4 separate regions of the Mus musculus genome follow, and all the other regions are linked to region 3. A link is a contact called in public HiChIP or PLAC-seq and Micro-C data. All regions are on one chromosome and are shown on one strand. The core of a region is the stretch at or near the end of the contact, and the rest is flanking DNA. Distances in the headings are between cores, read along the strand shown. Region 1 holds the start of Bend4 (BEN domain containing 4). Region 2 overlaps Rbm47 (RNA binding motif protein 47). Region 3 holds the start of Apbb2 (amyloid beta (A4) precursor protein-binding, family B, member 2). Region 4 holds the start of 4930480C01Rik (a long non-coding RNA gene).

The links. A called contact is a pair of places that touch in the nucleus more often than the background predicts. HiChIP or PLAC-seq counts read pairs in DNA pulled down with a chosen protein or histone mark.
Region 1: a Micro-C map of embryonic stem cells shows a contact between it and region 3, with 9 times the contacts expected there. The contact joins the promoter of Bend4 here to the promoter of Apbb2 in region 3. A contact is called at or near these places in 1 of 39 promoter capture datasets (hippocampal neurons), 1 of 484 Hi-C or Micro-C datasets (embryonic stem cells) and 1 of 115 datasets of contacts at active chromatin or transcription factors (memory CD8 T cells).
Region 2: a contact with region 3 is called in a Micro-C map of embryonic stem cells, with 2.5 times the contacts expected there. The contact joins the enhancer-like site here to the promoter of Apbb2 in region 3. A contact is called at or near these places in 2 of 39 promoter capture datasets (the C10 cell line and hippocampal neurons), 1 of 484 Hi-C or Micro-C datasets (embryonic stem cells) and 3 of 115 datasets of contacts at active chromatin or transcription factors (astrocytes, embryonic hindbrain and extraembryonic endoderm stem cells).
Region 4: a contact with region 3 is called in an H3K4me3 HiChIP or PLAC-seq map of bone marrow-derived macrophages, with 4 times the contacts expected there. The contact joins the promoter of 4930480C01Rik here to the promoter of Apbb2 in region 3. A contact is called at or near these places in 1 of 39 promoter capture datasets (embryonic stem cells), 1 of 484 Hi-C or Micro-C datasets (embryonic stem cells) and 2 of 115 datasets of contacts at active chromatin or transcription factors (bone marrow-derived macrophages and embryonic stem cells).

Annotation. Positions count from the first base shown.
Region 1 is chr5:67,426,440-67,429,210 of GRCm38.p6, reverse strand. It overlaps Bend4 (BEN domain containing 4), which reads left to right and starts at 1,412. Exons shown (of 5, transcript NM_001164806.1): 1 at 1,412-2,145. The coding sequence starts at 1,632.
Region 2 is chr5:66,076,399-66,079,098 of GRCm38.p6, reverse strand. The region is part of intron 3 of Rbm47 (RNA binding motif protein 47); the gene reads left to right. Among named protein-coding and RNA genes, the nearest start is that of Gm40310, 67 kb to the right of the region's middle. Within about 2 kb of position 1,433, at least 85 of the 459 cell types and tissues checked have an H3K27ac peak or open chromatin away from gene starts, as enhancers often do. A contact at or near this core is called in embryonic stem cells, where this site is marked.
Region 3 is chr5:66,617,421-66,620,378 of GRCm38.p6, reverse strand. Apbb2 (amyloid beta (A4) precursor protein-binding, family B, member 2) reads left to right here and starts at 1,562. Exons shown (of 17, transcript NM_001201413.1): 1 at 1,562-1,811.
Region 4 is chr5:65,949,958-65,952,657 of GRCm38.p6, reverse strand. 4930480C01Rik (a long non-coding RNA gene) reads right to left here and starts at 1,315. Exons shown (of 2, transcript XR_376988.3): 1 at 1,199-1,315; 2 at 451-780. It also overlaps a transcript of Chrna9 not described here.

The sequences.
Region 1 (2,771 bases), core at 163-2,662, 810 kb before region 3:
GGACTCCCAAATACTTTTATTTATGGCATTATTTATTTCATCTCTAATAAATGGGGGAGGGGCACAGCACTATCAGAGGAGCTTGCTGAGGAGAGGAAGACAGTCCAGAGTGGGTGAGCAGAGACTCTGGAAACAGCAAGGGAGAGGAACTCTTCCAATGGGAGAGATCTGGAAAATGAGAGGCCAAAGTCCTGGCCCCCAGGAGAAAATGGGTCACTTTCCCAAGACTGAAGGATAGCTCTGAATAAAAAAGCAACTCCAGATTGGAGAGATGAGCTTCATTCATCAAGGACCTGGATAATGATGAACGAGGTTGAAACCCAAGCTTGGGAAGAGGGGATGCAGGGATTGGGGTAGGCCTAACTAGAGGATGCTCCCTTTGAGACAGGAAGGAGTGACTGGCAGAGGCCGGAACCCTTCCTTGTGTTTGAAGAACCTTACGGGGCAGCTTCGGCAAATTACTGAGATCTTCATCACTGAATCCTTAGCCCGGTGGTGCCGGGTAGTATGAGCAACGCAAGGAAAGGGTGATCCCAGGCCACTTTGGTCTTGCAACGTATATGCATAGATAATATAATAATGTTCAAAGCAGTCACCATCCCAAAGGGAACCGTGGGATCATTTTGTTCCCTTGAATTGCACTGTCTACCAGCTATTTTACATTCTGAAGACCTATATGTAACCGTGCAATTCACTCACAAACTCCTCTGCGTGAATTTGCATATTTCCCTTTAGTCTTTCAGAGCCTCAGTTTTCAAATCTGGTCTTTCAGAGCCTCAGTTTTCAAATCTGTAGAATGGAAAGAAATGATGGCGCCTCTGTGCTCTCTCGCCCAGCTCCCTATGGAGAACAAGCGAAACAGTATGGAAGCACTAGGCCCTGAGTGCTTTCTGGTTCGGCCGCCAGACCTGGGACAGCAAGACCCTAAGGCAGGACAAACCTCCCAGCGGCCTGTGCCAAGTCCTTCGAGATGTTCTTTTTCGGGAGGGGGGCGGGGGGAGGGAGGTGTAGCTTCCTTCTAGAAGAACTTGCTGTCCCACCCTTGCACTCTGGCGACCCCGCCCTAACTTCTAGGTACCACCCCCTTCGTGCACTCCGAGAGTTGGGAGGTCACGCAGGAGGGCGCCGGGAACTCCTTTCCAAAGCTCGGACCCTGCGGACAACCGCTGCCGCCTCACGTCCACAGCCGAGAGAGCCGGGACGCCACCTCTTCCACCTGTCCCCACCGGGACGCCCTCCAGGTTCCGTTCCCCCACCGGGTCCCCTCGGGCCACGGGCTCCCCCTCCCCACCTCCCCCCACGACCCTGTCCGAAGCGCCGATCGCGCGGGCCGCCCGGGCCCAGGCCCCGCCCCGCCCCCATCATCATTAGCAGATATTACCCTAAACACTTGCTCCTTACCTCCTTTCTCCCTCCAGGCATTGGCGAGGCGGGCTGTCAATCAGCGCTGGGCGGCAGCCCCCCGCGCGGGGGCTCGGAGATGCCAGGCTCGGCGACAGGCAGCGGCGGCGGCGGCGGCCACGGCGCAGACACACGCCTTCCCGCCGGCGCGCGCCGGGGTAGAGCAGGCGGCCGGGCGGCCGAGCCACCTCCGGAGCCGCGCGCGGGGCGGGCAGGGCCTCAGACTCGGCATGGAGCCCGAGATGCAGGCGGCGGAGGAGGGGCCCAGCGCGCCCCGCATCTACAAGCAGCGCGGCCCCTACAGCGTCCTCAAGACGTTCCCCAGCCGGCGGCCGGCGCTGGCCAAGCGCTACGACAGACCCTCTCTGCTCGAGCTGTCGCCCGCGCGGCCGTCCCCGCTGCCGCCGCCGCCGCCGCCGCCGCCCTTCGCCTCGCTCGCCGCCGTGCCCATCAGCAGCAGCGAGCCGCCGCCGTTCCCGACGCAGCCGTCCTACCCGGCCGGGTCAGGCCGGGCCCCCGCCGCCGCCGCCGCCTCGTCGTCGTCGCCGTCCTGCACACCCGCCGCGCCCCCGGGCCATCCCAGGACTCCGGCGCCACCGCCGCCGCCGCCTCCGCCGCTCGCGGCCCCCGCCGCCTCGTCGTCGTCGTCCTTCGCCGCCGTCGTCAGGTACGGCCCTGGCCCGGCGACCGGCGCTTGCAGCAGCGGCGCGGGTAGCGACGGCGCCAGCCTGGAGCTCAGTGCAGGTACAGACTCCCGGGCCGCAACTTTGCGGAGCTCCGAAGGTGGCGTGGAGGGGGGGAGGGCGTGGGAATCGGGGGGTCCGGAGAGGCTGTGCGCGCTGTCCCCGTGGTCCCCGTGGGCCTCGGGAGCGTGCTACGCTCGGGCAGTAGTAACTTCTGGAAGATTCCGGGGCGCCGCGGTGACCCGAGCTTCCGACGGCGCGCGCGCCTTAACAGGTGGCTGTGGGGTGCGGGCTCCTGGCGAGCACCCGGGAGGGCAGCGGGAGAGCCTGTGAAGAGAGCAGGCCCTGGGCGGGGAGCTGGGGAGGGGACAGGCCCCGGGACAGCGGGCTGAGGCCACTCCGAGGAGACGCCCATTTTATTCCCGGCCACTTCACTTTTTCCCCCACGCCACACTTCCCTTTCCCGCCTGCCCGCCCGCCCGAGGTCTACTTGTCCTTCTCGGAGGTTCTTTGCCTGGGGGAGTGGGGGGAGCTGACCTTTGAAGATCCCGGCCCCAGTAGGGCAGACCTGGACCACTTGGGCTCCTCCTGGGGTCTCTGGGTTTCTTGTTCTCTGTGCGCTCCGGTGTCCATGGCGCACAGTCCCCCTAGCTTTATCCGCGGTTCTGCTGCTCTGGGTTGTGGGGT
Region 2 (2,700 bases), core at 184-2,683, 540 kb after region 3:
GAGACAGTCTCTGTAGCTGAGGCTGACCTTGAACTCCTACCTCAGCCTCTGGTCTATACAGAGCAAGTTCCAGGACAATTGTAGGTATGTGCCTCCAAGCGGGGCTTCTACCTTTCTTTTATAAGTGTTATCTCGCTGTATATATCTATGGCTCGCTTGGAGTTTACTGTATAGATTAGACTGGCCCCGAACTCACGGAGACCCACCTGCCTCTGCCTCTGAAATGATGGGATTAAAGGTGTGTGATACCACACCCATCAGTTTGTTTGTTTTGAACGAGCTCCAGTTGGCCTAGAAATGGCTGGGCAGCCTAGGCTCACTTCCAACTCCATTGACCCTCCCTCCTAAGCTTCCCAAGTACTGGGATTGTAGGAATGAGTAACCAACCACCTTTTGATTGTATTTAGTCCCACCCCATGAGATGGAACCCACACCACACACTGGAAAAGTAGTTAAGAACCTGAGACTAGATAGGTCAAGGTCACTAGGGGGAAGCCTACAGTTATTCTGCTAAGGGAACATAGCACCCAGTGGTGTGTTGCTATATCTGTAGATCAGAACATCATTAAACCCTCACCACTTAATATTGTCTGTTATCGTTCACTAACATTTCTGGGTTGTCAGACCTATCCATCCCTCCACTTATCCATCCATCTATCTATCCATCTGTCCATCCACCCATCCTTTAACTGTTTATTAAAAGCTCATTCTGGGATGTGTTCTCATCTCTCAGTTCTTTTTATGGCATTGTTTTGAGGGAGGGTCTCACTGTGTGCACAGGCTGGCTTTGAACCTGTGGCAGTCTTCCTCAGTCCCCAATTCAGGGACTCCAGGTGTTTGCCCTTTGCCTGGTTCCATTTTTCAGTTCTTCAACATTACTTCTTGTGCTTCCTCCTCCCAGTCCTGCGTTAACAATTATCTGTCATCATAGTCCAGCTTTGGCTGGCATGGATCTTAATAAATACGGAGTCTTGCAGTCTATACACTTCTGGTGTTACTCTCTTGGCGCTTATATCTGTGATATTTGCCCAGGCTCTAATTTATTAGCTCCTTTGCTGCCTAGTTTTGCTTTGTAGGAATAGACCACATTTTAAAAAAAAAAATTATTTCAGGAGTTAAAACTATGAGCGTGAGCTTAAAAAAAGTCATGCCTCCGTGTGTCAGCTCTTCACAAAGTTGGGTGACCTCACAAAGGGTGGGATAGAAATGTTATCACCTGAGAGGGCAGAGGGAGGACCACTTTGAGGGAGTGTGTTTGCTAAGCACTCTGCGTGAGCCATTTATTTAACGGAAGCAGTTGTCTCAGGAGCAACTGCAGCTGTCTTGTATGAGGAGCCCGGCCCGAGAAGCTTTGCCAGGTTACAGTGGAGCCTGACTCAAGGTGAAAAGCATTTACCACACTAGGGAGCAATCTTGTTCTAGAGAAGGCTGTTGGGGCTCTGCCACCGCGATTTCCTAAGAGTCTCTCCCTCACTCGTTTCAGTGCTAACAGTTGAATCAGGGCTTCCTTCGTGCTTGGCAAGGGACGGCTTCTGAGCTGTACACCCCAGCCCCAGTCAGCCTTACAGAGTACCGGGAAGAGGCGATCCTCTGTTAGAAAGCCAGCCATTGGCTTGAGCTTTCTCTCTTTTGTAATTCATCTGTTTTGAAGATAAGACTTTCTGGGCTCTAACTTGTTTGTTTTACTTATGATTTTTTTCTTTGAGATTTTTTTTTTTTACTGTATTCATTTATTTCGGGGGGGGGGGGGGGGCAGACACATGCCCCAGCACCTGTGTGTGTAAAGCTCAGAGGGCAATTTGAATAGGTTCACTTCTTCCTCCACAGGGGTCCAAGGACTTGATCTCAGGGTTGACTGAGTCATGTCACCAGCCCTTGCTCGAAACTGATTCTTCCTCACTAACTACAGAGATTCTCAGCCCCGTATTCAGCAGCCTTCAAGTTTTTTCCTAAGTTCAAGCTTTGCTATGCTTGGATAAAGAATAACTGTCATCGTAAGAGAGCTAAGTGAATTAAGGCTGAGTTACTGATTTCCTGGGAGTCAAAGGTCCCTGTTTTAAATAGAACCAGAGGAAGTCCTTACAACGGGGCTCAGGCTCAAGGGGACACCTTGGGAAGAGGAGTTCAGGGAAAGGAACGTTCTGGGGAAAAAAGCTGCACGTCTTGTCCAGAAGGTCCCTTCTCGGAATAATAAAAGACAGCGTGTGTCTTCACAGTACTTCCTCCTAGCTGTGAATGAGAGGGACTCTGTTCTAAACTTGGCCTTGGTGTGTGACGGAGCTGTGTGTGTGAGATCTTGTCAGTGAGGCCCGATGGCTGCATGGTCCACTCTCTCCCCAGGGGCATCCGTGAAACTACCCTGAGAGTGTCTCAACTGAATATCTCACATCGCTTCTAGAAAGAGCAAGGGTTCCTGCTTTCTGTGCAGTCAGAGTTCGTTTTCCTCACTACTGGTAGAGAGCCTTTCATAGGACACTACTTTAAAAAAAAAAATCACCAGCTGGCCTTGAATATCTTTAACTTTATGGACAACCACAGCGGCAACATCTTGTAATTGTACAGTTAAAAAGAAAAGAAAAAAGAAAAGAACCCACCCCCACCCCCCCACTTTCTTGGCCTGGAGAGATTGGTCAGTGGTTCTTTTCCCGAGTTTAGTTGGTACCCTTTCATGGGTGCTCACCACAACCTGTAGTGCCAGCT
Region 3 (2,958 bases), core at 313-2,812:
CGCCCCGCCGCCGCGGCTGACTCCAGCGCGGGTTTTCCTGCGCGTCCGAGTAGACCGCCTGGAGGGGGCAGGCGCGGTTCGACCCGGGAGCCCGGGAGAATCGGGTGGTAGGGTAGGCTCTGGACGTTGGCGGGCTGGGAGATCAAGGTGCAAGTTGGTGTGGTAGCCTGCTGAGATCGCCGCGATGAAGGATTCGCAGGGTGGGCTTGGGTTCATTTCCTCCTCTGTCTGGGCTTGAAGGACACAGTAGCCTGTGTCTCAAGGCCCTCTACAGTTTGCTTTTCCCAAGTTGGCATTTGAACCCTGGTTTTTGACTCTTCATGGTTCGCAGGATTCGTTGGGCCAGTCTTGGGATGCAGAGGTTCAGTTCCAAGAGTGAACCTGCATAGATTTATGGAGATTTTTCTGTAGCAGTACTATTGGCCTTCCGCGGAGTCTGAGGGAAATATTGATTATAGAAGAGGCTATAGATTACAAGAGACCACCAACACACGGCGTTCTCTCCATTCCTGATAACCCAACACTTTTACATGTCAACACCTTGTGTATGGAGATGGCAGAAATGGCATTTCATAGAAACTATTCAATGGACGTCAGTTACTGCTGGGCTGTAAACATGAAGGCAGGGGCTGCGATTTGCTTACAGGTCTTAGTAAGGGGATCTTGTGGAACCTCAATAAACTCATGCTGTGTGAAGAAAAAAAGGAATAATGCCCATCTTCACTGTAGGGAGGATGAGTCTGAGTTTATTATCTGATTGAGGAGTGCGTTGTCAAAGAGCCATTACTTAGTAGTTATAATTATTTTCAGAATTACCTTTCTAGAGGAGATGGTAGGTAGCATGGTCTGTGTATAGCAGAGTCCCCATGACTAGTCCTCGGATGGCAACCGCATCAGTACCTGGGATTTGATACTTACAGGCGCTTGTGCAGCACGGCACAACGACTCATCCAACCCCTGGAAACGCGCCTAGCATGCTGCTTCAGCAACCTTCCCAGATGAGTCTGACTTAGGCATCAGTTTAACACCCCTTGGCTTGATGGAGAAACAAATCAAGGACTTCCAGGTGCCTGCAGTAAATCCACTTAATGCCTAACGAACAGGTAGCAAGTAGATAATGCTTTTCCTTGTTCGCAGGCATATTTCTTGCATGGCGTTATCTCGCTGTGATTTTCCAGGGCAGGAATGTTCCTGTGTGGCATATGTCTAGCCATGGGGGATGAAGGAGGCAGAAGGCAGGAGAAAGTTTCACCTTTTAACATTCAGTTAGCCTGGAAGGCTGTGGACAGCTCTCATCTTGGGGTATTTTTCCATTCTACAGGAACGCAGACGCGTGAGAGAAGAGTTTCCCAAACTGCCTTTTGGTGCAGACAGACGCTAGGCCACCTGGAGGGGATACCCGGGCTGCCCCGCAACCCCCAGCCTCTGGGTGTCACCCTGGCGCCCCTTGCCTCCCTGCTGTGCCGCAGCTCGGCCGCCTCCACCTGCAGGGGTCGCCCTGGGAGCGCGGCCCGCCCCCTTCCGCCGCGGCCTCCGCCCCCGGCCCCGCCTTGCTGGGTTCGCCCGGCTCCGCCAGGCCCCTCCAAGCCTTTCCTCGCGCAGCCGCCGCCAAAGCCTGGAGAAGTGGAATCTCGCTGCCGCTGCTCCCTGCGCGGGCCTCGCGGAGCCGCACTGGGCATGCTCAGTCGCCGGAGCCAGTGCTGCTCTAAGTAGGAAGCTCGCGTGCTGCAGCCCGCAGCTGATCCGGGTGCTCAGCGGACTGCGAGACCTGGGAGCCGGGTCCGGAGCCGATCGAACGCCGCGCAGCGCTGGTGAGCCCCGCTTCCTTCCATGCCTTCAGCCCGGGGATCCGAGGGATGGCCCGGAGTGCGCCGGGGGTGCCGGGCAGCCGGCGAGCTTGGCTGCTTGTGCCCTCGCGGCTGCTGCTCGGTTTCTGGCGGTCACCGCCGGTCGCCCAGCCGCAGCCCCAGCTGCAGCAGCTGCCGTCGCATCTGCAGCAGGCGTCCGCTGCGGAGTCCCGCTCGCCCCGCGCCCGCGCTGCAGGGCCGGCGCTCTGGCTGCGGGCTCGCTCCGTCACTCCCATTACTCCCTCACTCCCACCCAGAGCTGGGGTTCGGCAGGGCCGGGCGAGGACACCGGGTCGCAGGGCTGTGCCCGGGCGGAGACTGCGGAGGGCAAAGTGCGGGTGGGCGCGGGCGACCGGTAGCGCACGCCCCCTTGCCCTGGGGCCGGCCTGCCTGCCGGGCGGCGCGCTCTTGCGGGAGACTCAGAGACCTGGCCAGCGTCTCCCGGGGTGCAGAGAACCCAGCTCTGCAGAAAGGAGGAGAGGGCAAAGTTCCTGTCCCCTCTGCAACGCCGAGAGCGTTTTTAACTAGAAAATGGCTGTGTGCCGAGGGCCGGATCAGGGAAGCCGGTCATCGGGGTCCCGAACGCCCCACTGCTGCTCCCTGGGAGGAATGGTGGCTCAGACGCCAGAAATGACATTTGTGCGACGAAAACTAGCTGGGCGGAGGGAGGATGCGGGAGTCCCGTAGAAACAATGATAGGTAGTCTCTCCATTGATGGAGAGGTCTGAAAACAGGAGGTCAGGCCCCAAAGGCCAAGGGAGTGTGGGGCATAAAGAAAAAAAAAAGCTGGAGAAATCAGATGAAGAATTGGGACCGTTTTGTAGCAAGATTCTGCACAGCCACGACTGTTCTGATCGCTTGGGGATGGACTGAGTGATTTGAGAGGGCTCACATGAAGAGAGAATTAGGTCAGTGTCTGAAGCCCAGAGGGCTCTTAGAGGGAGCAGTTTTAAAAAGTCTTGTCCCTGACTTTGCTTTGTGCTCAGTGTCTTAAATGAAAGTCATAAAACGATAACAACAATATCATTTTGATATCAAGAAATAAACTTTGTGAGGCTGGCCCTTTTTGTTATTTGTTTCTTCATTTTACCGATTTCAGAATAAATTATGA
Region 4 (2,700 bases), core at 66-2,565, 670 kb after region 3:
CACGCAGCTTGTCAGAGCAGATCCCTGCTTGGCCTCGGAGCTGGCAGGTTCCAGGCAGAATGGAAGAAGCTAAACAGATGTGGGCTCCACCCTAGATCCAAATCCAGAAAAACAGCCAAGTCAATATATGCACAAGACTGTAAGCTCCTGGGCAGAAGATTCCAGGTTTACCTACCTCAAACTGCAACACCACAGGAATCAAGGATTGTGGTGACCCTTTTTAAATAAGAATAAATGTTTGGCCAAGGAGAGGTGGCTAGAGACGTTTACAGTGTGAACAGACACTAGGAAGTCAGTTCTGTAAGAATTTAAAGACTAACCCAAACTTAGTGGCAGAGGCCTGTAACCCCAGTATTTGAGAGGCTGAGGCAGGGGGATCGTGAGTTTTAGACCAGCCTGGGCTGCATGGCAAGAGCCTGCCTATACAAACAACAACAAAACTCTCGCTACTCAATCTGTACTGAACACATTTATTGAAAGCAGAGCACAGGGCTCATAAGAGAATATTTGCTTTATCAGTGCGTTTGTGGACTGTCTGGAAAAAAAAAAGGCACACTTGTAAGCTAAGCTGTGGTAAACGAGTTAAGTATTGCCGAGGGAGTAGACCACAGGGGAATGGGGTTGATTTATCTTCCCGATGAGAGGTTAGGAAAAGAGGGAGTCCATGGAGCCCCAGGCTGGGATGTCACAGGAGGCAGAGATCACGAGTCTCTAGAGATTCAAGGGCATGTGTCAGTATCTGTTGGGTCCTAGAGAGACCTCATGGCAGAGGCCACCATACTGCCAGACAAGAAGCCAGAGAGAGAATTAGACTTTCACCACAAACCACTGAAAAGTCCCTGAATCCCCTCCAAGTGAATTACCCCTAACAAACCACTGACCATCTCCGGGCCACTGCACTACTCTCAAATGTTCTATGTCATCCTTTACTGGCCCACTAGGGGGCGTAGCTTCCAGCATAAACCTTTAAGGGAACACTCAAACCACATTCAAACTGAAGCAGGCTGCATTTGTCACTCAAGACCGTGAGACATGGAGATGTAGCTCAGTCATACAGTGTTTGCCTACCATACGGAAGCCCCCATCACTGACAAAAAAACAAGAAGAGTAGTGGATAAGCACAAACCTATGTAGGGTCAGCCTATGTACGATAAGCCCAGAGTACAAAGATGAAAACGTGCCTGTCCTGAAGAATTACCTCATAAGAAAAGGCCGAGTAAATACTAGTCCTTCTATTTGTCTGATTTGCCGTAACAAAATACTTAGGGCTGGATACGTTGTAAAGAAAGGAAGGTTATATAGCTCACAGTTCCAGTATCTTAGGCAGCTGCATCTCCTGAGAGCCTTTGTGTTGTGTCATAACATGGCAGGTGACATCACACAGTGAGAGAAAGAGAAAGAATATGAATCATGGGTGCGTAAGGAAGCAATAAAGTGAACCAAGACCAGCACCACCCCCCATTTCCCCCACCCCCTCCCCATCGCCCCACCCCCACTCCCAATCCCCCAGCTACATAGAGTTCCAGGCCATCTTGGACCATGTGAGATTCTGCCACAAGAGGGCCGAGCTCTGACACTATTTTTTTCAGAAACTCGCCTTTTCTTGCTGAAAATATAGTAGTCAATGTCAACAGAATACACTTCCTGGGCTGAGTAACGCCTTCTGTGGGCGCTTGGGGGAAGAACAAGGGCCCTGGAAACAATAAGGTTCTTGGCTCCGCCCCCTTCAGAGTCCACAGTGAGGGCCAAGGCTTTTATTGCCCTGGTTCCAGTTTTCAGTGTTTCCTCTCGATTAAAAGCCCCCTGGCTGCCCAGGATTGCCTGTAATGACAGTAAACGACTACAGAGACTGTGAAGCAATCTTTTCACATCTTAAGATGCAATCTGTCTGGCACAGCCCCTGGCGGCCTGAGTTCACGGCAAAGCTATTGTGGTGTGCGTGGGGGCATTGGCTTTGGCTCCCCCCCCCCCCTCGGTTTCCCACACCCTCTGAAATGACTGAGATTTCTGTCAGATTTCTCGCCTATGACAATCCTCATTAACTCAGTCATTTATTAGTAATAAATTAAAAAAAAATCGTTGGCAACTGTCTGCCCCTAGGGTCACAGTAACTCAAGTCCCCATGACCAAAACTGGGTGGCAAAGCTTGTTTCTCCTTAGCGGGTCTGCATTCATCCAGTGCAGTTTCTCGAAGACACGCACACACGCTGTAGCAACAATGGCAGTGACCATGAGTTCCCAAGCCCGTTGCCTAGAAACCACTCCTTGTTTCTGAAACTAATTTAAACATGAGAATTCAGCTTGTGACTCAGGCCAGCCATGCATGGCATGGTTTTCTCTCTCTCTCTCTCTCCTTTCTTCTTTCACATCACAAAATAATACATGCTTATTCCAGAAAAAAAAAAAAGAAAAATATGAAAACAAACGATCTAGAGGCACAAAAAGTCTCCTATAATCTCATTATCAGAGACAACCACTGTTGTCTCTTGGGGATATTTTCTCTTTATTTTTACTTTTCTTGGTTTTTTTTAGTGGTTTGCCTGTGTGCATGTATGTGAACCATATGTGTTCCTGGTGCCCTCAGAGGCCAAAAGAGGATGTTGGGCCCCTTGAAGTTATAGGCAGATGTGAGCCATCATGTGGGTGCTGAAAACCAAACCCCAATATTCTGCAAGAGCAGCTGGTGCTCTGAACTGCTGA